Linked DNA regions of Hordeum vulgare: region 2 is linked to region 1. Evidence: chromatin contacts called from public Hi-C data. All regions are on one chromosome and are shown on one strand. The core of a region is the stretch at or near the end of the contact, and the rest is flanking DNA. Distances in the headings are between cores, read along the strand shown.

Region 1 (2,890 bases), core at 271-2,770:
TGGTATCTTGCAAATTCCTTGAGAAAATAAAAAAAAAAGTAGCAGGATTGTCAAAAATAGAACAAGGCAATAGTTATACATTTACAGTCATGTTTGAAAGATTTATACCGCTGAATTTTGACCAGCCTCTGCTGTTCGAACAACTTGCAAAGGCAAGCCTGGTGGTGTATTCTGTTGAACACCATGAATGGGCTTGTTATAACACGGGTCACAGCCACATAATTCAGAACAATGTGACCCAGAAGCAAAACACACACAATAACTGCCACAGCATAAAGCAATTGGTCAGTACAACAAGAAGCAACTTGAATTTAGCAGTAACAAATCATAAATCATGTTGTGCGCATGCATTAGCGTGGTTAGGTGTATGTTTGTGTGTGCAGGGTGGGTGCATCAGTGCGTGCAAAAATCAGCATTCCCCATCTTTTCCATGCATCACCACCCCCTGCCTGAAACTCGGTTCCCTCCATGGCAAGAGTGCTGTGAAGCAATACATGGCACTAACACGCATGCTATGTACAGCTAGACCAGAATCCCAGCCAATCTACTAATCTTAATTGTGCTTCAAGTGTGTGGCATTGTATCAGTAACTAGTAAGTACAGGTGAACGTAAAATTGAAACAACAACTCAACCTGTGTGGATAAAGTCGTGTTTTTTTAAGCTGTACGCATGTTCAGATAGAGCTGGTAAACATGGCTCAAATAGAGTGTCAAAATCTCTAGGGGTCTCGATTGGCTACATTGGGCGCCTTATCCATCAAACATCTGAAATGCGAATCTAGAGTTGCTAAAAAAAAGCACCGGACTCATTGCAGATGTCGAACTGAACTAGTGCCGGATCAAAATGCCAATTGCATCCTAAACAATTAGGGATGTACTGAGAACGCAAGCTCGATATATCACCCCCCTCGCTGAATTCTGGCGTTCTACGACGGGACACTTGCAGCATTCGGCATTACTAGCGAGAACAGTGGAAGAATCGCGCAACTTACAGCTTCAGACACCTGGACTTCTTGCAGCTGCACGTCCTGCACCCTTCGCCGTCCTCCGCTTTCCTCCTGACCAAACAAAGGAGAGAGAATGGAAGGCTGGTGAGAGGGAATCCCAGAGGAAATACCTAGCACGCAACGAACCAAAAGAGGAAATCGGAGGCAAAACCCAAATTTTGCCGAAAAGGGTAAAAAAAGGGAGGGTACCGACTTCTTCCTCCTGTCGGAGCTCCCGTTCGCCTCGGCCGGCGGCGACACTGCCGTCCACACCGCGGCGGGCGCGGGAGCGGAGACGAGCGCCATGGCTTCGGTAGCAGGGGGCGCCGGAGCCGGGGCGGGAGGCGGGGGAGGGACGGGGACGGGGACGGGGGCGGGGGCGGGGGCGGGGTCGTCTGGGGGGGCCTCGGATCCGGGGGGCTCGAGCGGCGGGGGAGGCCTCGGGGGCTCCTCTGGATCCCCCGCGGCCGCCATCGGGTAGGGCGACGGCGGCCGCCCGATCGGCGGAGGCGGCGGTGGATTCGCCGTGGTGGCGAGTCGGGCGGGGGAGAGGGAGGGGGAGAGAGGTGGAGGAGTGAACGAGGCGGAGTGGGATTGGAGAGGAAGGCGCAGGGGGAGGTGGATCGGACGGCGCGTGGAGGGCTTTAGGATTCGGGACGGCCCGCTGGAGGGTCCAGATCGGTGGGTCCTCTTTTGATCCCGATTCACTCCTGATTTTCTACGGCGGCGGATGTACGAAGGCCGTGACCCTGAGTGGTCTTGTTTTTTTTTTTTTGAGCTGTTTTCATTCTTGTTTTCTTTTCTTACAAACAGGCATGAGTGATCTTCATTGCCCCAGTTCTGAATTATTCTGTGTTATTTTGTGAAATTAGCTGGCAATTGTACAAAATACTCCCTTCGGTTATTAGTATAAAATGTTCTACTCCCCTGATCCATATTAATTGTCATTGATTTACCATATTAATTATCATTGATTTACTACCGTTAGACTAAATCAAGAACAATTAATATGGATCAGACATAGTAGCAACTTCCTTCATAAATTGATTGTATGTAGACGTGTTTTAGTGTATTTGTTTCATTATTTTTATTTTGTATGTTGTCTATATTAAAATATCTAAAACATGTCTAGTAGTGAACGGAGGGGTATTAGTTAATCAGTGTTTTTATGTTTCGAGTGTTCGCGCATGTACTACTCTTATAAACTCGAAACAAAACTGCTAAGTGCAAGCGTGAAACAAAAACGAAGAAAAAATTTGAAGACTTTCGTGAGCATTGTGTAATTTATACTTTCAAAACATCTACTGTACTAGTGTAAGCATTTTAGTTTTGCAAAGACTAATGCACATATAGATCCCCGCAAGGCCACAACAACTACTTTCAAGCCGATGGGGCGCCTCAGGTAACGCCCTATTGATGTATGTCTTGGATCTCATTGATGATCATGTTAAACGATGGGGTATCTAGGTTGCGAGAAAAAAAATCTTGTACCTCACACAGTTGCTATGCTTAAGATCCCGCTTCGGTCTATGGCTTGGAGAAGATAACTTGGTTTGGGTTCTAGAAAGATCAGGGGGTATTCTGTTAAAACAACCTATTGTGCTCTCATGACTCGGAATGGGCAATGTGCTTCAGAGGAAGGGGCGGTAGCATGAACTTCATTATTAGAGTCTCGACTTTGGTTTGCTCTTTGGAAGCTCAAAGTTCTCTCGAAAGTTGAGGTTTTCTCGTGGAGAGTACTAAGGTTATCCCTGATCATGCCACTTAGAAATACCGTCGTATCAAGTGCATCGCAAAGATGTGATCTTTGTGAAGCAATGGATGAAGATTTGATGCAGGTCCTTGTGTCTTGTTCCCATGCAAAAAAAACTATTGGGTTGTGGCTAGATAGAAACTTGATGTCG
Region 2 (2,890 bases), core at 194-2,693, 170 kb before region 1:
CAAAATCAGAGGCGTCAGCTAACAGCTGGAACACCGGAATCTGCCGAGGATTTCTCCAAGCTCAGAAAACGTGCCAAGATTGCCGCCGCAAGTCGTCGGGTTCAGTGGGGGAATAGACGCGAATTTCATGGATTCCAGTAGCTTGTTGATGATCCAAGCAATGCCATGCCAAGAGAAAAAGTTGAAGCGAAGGAAAGGGGGCATGGATTTACCAGAACACTGCTACTGCAAGACAAGGTAGGAAGAAGTGAAGCAAGGTTGGAAAAACAAACACTCCAGGAAGAAGAAGAAGCAGATGCCTGACCTCAAGAAACAAGAATGGCTAAAATCCCACTTGACACACCAAAATCACAAGAACAAAAAATCCTTCAAGATGGAGGCTACTAATCCCACCAACACAAATGAATGCAGGATGGTACTAGATGGAAGGAGAAGGAGGGCGGTGACAAGAGAAGCCACCCAACCAACACAAACACGGGAGGATATCACTCACCAACTAACCTAGGCCTCGAATCACCAACAACAGAAAGGAGAGACGCAGCGAGAAACCCACCCACCCACCCGGCCGCGAAGAGGGGGAAACTGGCCGTCGACAGCAGTGATAGGCATCACAAGCGAGCGAGCGGCATGAAAAGGGGACGAACGAACCCGGAATCACAGGGAACCAGCGGCGCCATCAAATCAAAGGGCAATCCAAAGAAAGAAGAAGAAGAAGAAGAAGAAGAAGAAAATCTGGAGATATTTCCAGATGGGACGGGGTCCAGGAAATTACCGCATTTCCTAAAGAGGAGGCAGAGAGCGAGATCCCCGCGTCACATCCATCCATCCACCCCGAAGAAGAAGAAGAAGAAGAAGAAGAGAGGAGAAGAAGCCCACCGTCACCACACCGGGAGAAAAAGGCGCCCTGTAGCAGCCAACCCGAAGTGAAACCACAGCTTTTTTGGCAGGAAAAGATGGGCAGTCGCCCGGCGTGCTCTGGAACGGGGGTTATACGGGAAGGCATCGCCGTCATGGCACGGCACGAGGAACAGCACAAGCAGATTTCCGGCCGAGGAACGGAACGGCCCGGCTAAAAATAGCCGGAAGCGCCCCCACGGAATCCACGAGAAACCTACGTTTCTCCGGCACAACCTCCACATTGCCGCCTGAGATTGCGCGGCGCCCAAATCGAGACGTACCTCGAGCAGCAGCAGGAGAGGATCTTGGGGGCCTCAGCGCCGCCGCCGCCGCAGCCGCGAGCCGTTCAGGGTTGCGGAGATCCAGCTGCTGGAACCCGTCCACCCTAGCCTAGGCCGCCGCCATCATCATCATCCTACACGTGAACCCACCCCGTACGCGCCCGAGGAAGGAGGGGAGGGGGAGTGAGAGGAGAAGAGAGTGTGTGTGTGTGTGTGACGGGCAGGAGTGAATGCAATCATGGAGGAGCAGAGCAGAGGGAAGCGGCGGTACTAGTGTGGGTGTGGGGAGGAGGAGGAAAGGGTCCGGGCGGCGTGATGGGTAGTACTATTATTAATTGTTTGCTTATAATATTATTGGTGAATATTAAAGGGTAAGGACAAAGATTAAGGCCGATTAGCGGTACGATCTTGTGGGACGGTATATTTTGATGCTATGCTACTCCGGAACAGGGTGTCAGGGGGAACAGTGCCTGGGTGTGCTTCTCCGCCAGGCTTGCTTGTTTACTTTTCCTACTAATTGTTTTTACTATTACTTTTACTGTCTTTTTCTAGTGGAAAAGTCAAGGGCAGAGGTTAGCACCCACCGGCGCATCAGTCAAAGAAGATCGGCAGTGTGGAGCTACTTACTGTACTTTGTTACCGTTGTGGTTGATCCGCGTGAACGTTGCCGGCGTCCGTGGCGGACGAGGACTACTGAACGTTGGCAGTAAAAAAAAAGATAATATCAGTTCGTTTTCATTTTCGTTTTCATTTCACCCCGGATGTGGATCTTCCGTCAGGGGAGTAGCAGTACAATTTTTTTTACTGGTCCTTGGCAGTTCACAAGGGAGGAGAGAACGGTAGGTGGGTAAAGGCGGCTTGATGATCGATCGATCGGTCGGTCGGTCGTACTGTGCTGTACGCGTTTCATTTATCTTTATCCATGCGTACCATGGTCTGGTTTTCTCGGCCGATCATTAATTTATTTTCTCCTTAAAGCACGATCGTGTGATCTGATTATGAGCCCTGTTTGGTCCAGGGAACAGCTTAATGCACACATCATTTATGTGGGGATTTGAATTCGATACTCGTATTTCAGATTTCACAAATAAGAAGAGGGAAAACACCGGTCCAACCCCGGTCCGACAGCTTATTTCTGTTTTTTTTTTAATTTTTTATCTAGTCGCGTATTCTGACACATGGAAGGCAACCCTATTTCTATACTATAATATAGTGTATGAGTTTTGAATAGGAGCTGACCATCAATCCTAACCATTTATATCCTAAATCCAACGGCTGAAAATAGTGGGATTCGTGGTGAACAATGCATGGTTGCTGCATCCACTATGTTCTAGAATAAACGCCTAATCCTTCTCAAGAGGTGTGGGCCATACTGATTTCTTTTGGGCTAGACATGTTGTAACTTGAGGTTAGCAACGAATTGAGCCCAAAAATTTTGGTTTTATGGGAGAAACATAAAGTAAAATTAAATTTTATTTTAAAAATCTTATCTTTTTGAACATTTTTGCGGGATTATTTTTTAACAAATTGTAAGGACTCCATATATCAATTCTAAATTTTTGTAATATAGTTTATTTCTTCATCTAAAAATGAGGATTTTTTGCTTCAAATTTATTAGTAACTATGTTTTCCCTACCAAAAATGACCTCGTAATGTTCAAACGTGCATTGCACGTGCATACATATTAGTCTGATAAAGTGTAAGGGTGGTCT

The links. Hi-C and Micro-C count contacts between places; a contact is called where the count stands out from the background.
Region 2: a contact with region 1 is called in a Hi-C map of leaf, with 5 times the contacts expected there. The contact joins the promoter of LOC123396314 here to the promoter of LOC123396036 in region 1. A contact is called at or near these places in 2 of 6 Hi-C or Micro-C datasets (leaf and seedling) and 1 of 1 datasets of contacts at active chromatin or transcription factors (embryo).

Annotation. Positions count from the first base shown.
Region 1 is chr5H:36,483,509-36,486,398 of MorexV3_pseudomolecules_assembly, reverse strand. LOC123396036 (protein tesmin/TSO1-like CXC 5) reads right to left here and starts at 1,520. Exons shown (of 6, transcript XM_045091067.1): 1 at 1,201-1,520; 2 at 993-1,058; 3 at 109-262; 4 at 1-17. The coding sequence starts at 1,460.
Region 2 is chr5H:36,656,935-36,659,824 of MorexV3_pseudomolecules_assembly, reverse strand. It overlaps LOC123396314 (protein NETWORKED 1D-like), which reads right to left and starts at 1,443. Exons shown (of 6, transcript XM_045091279.1): 1 at 1,179-1,443.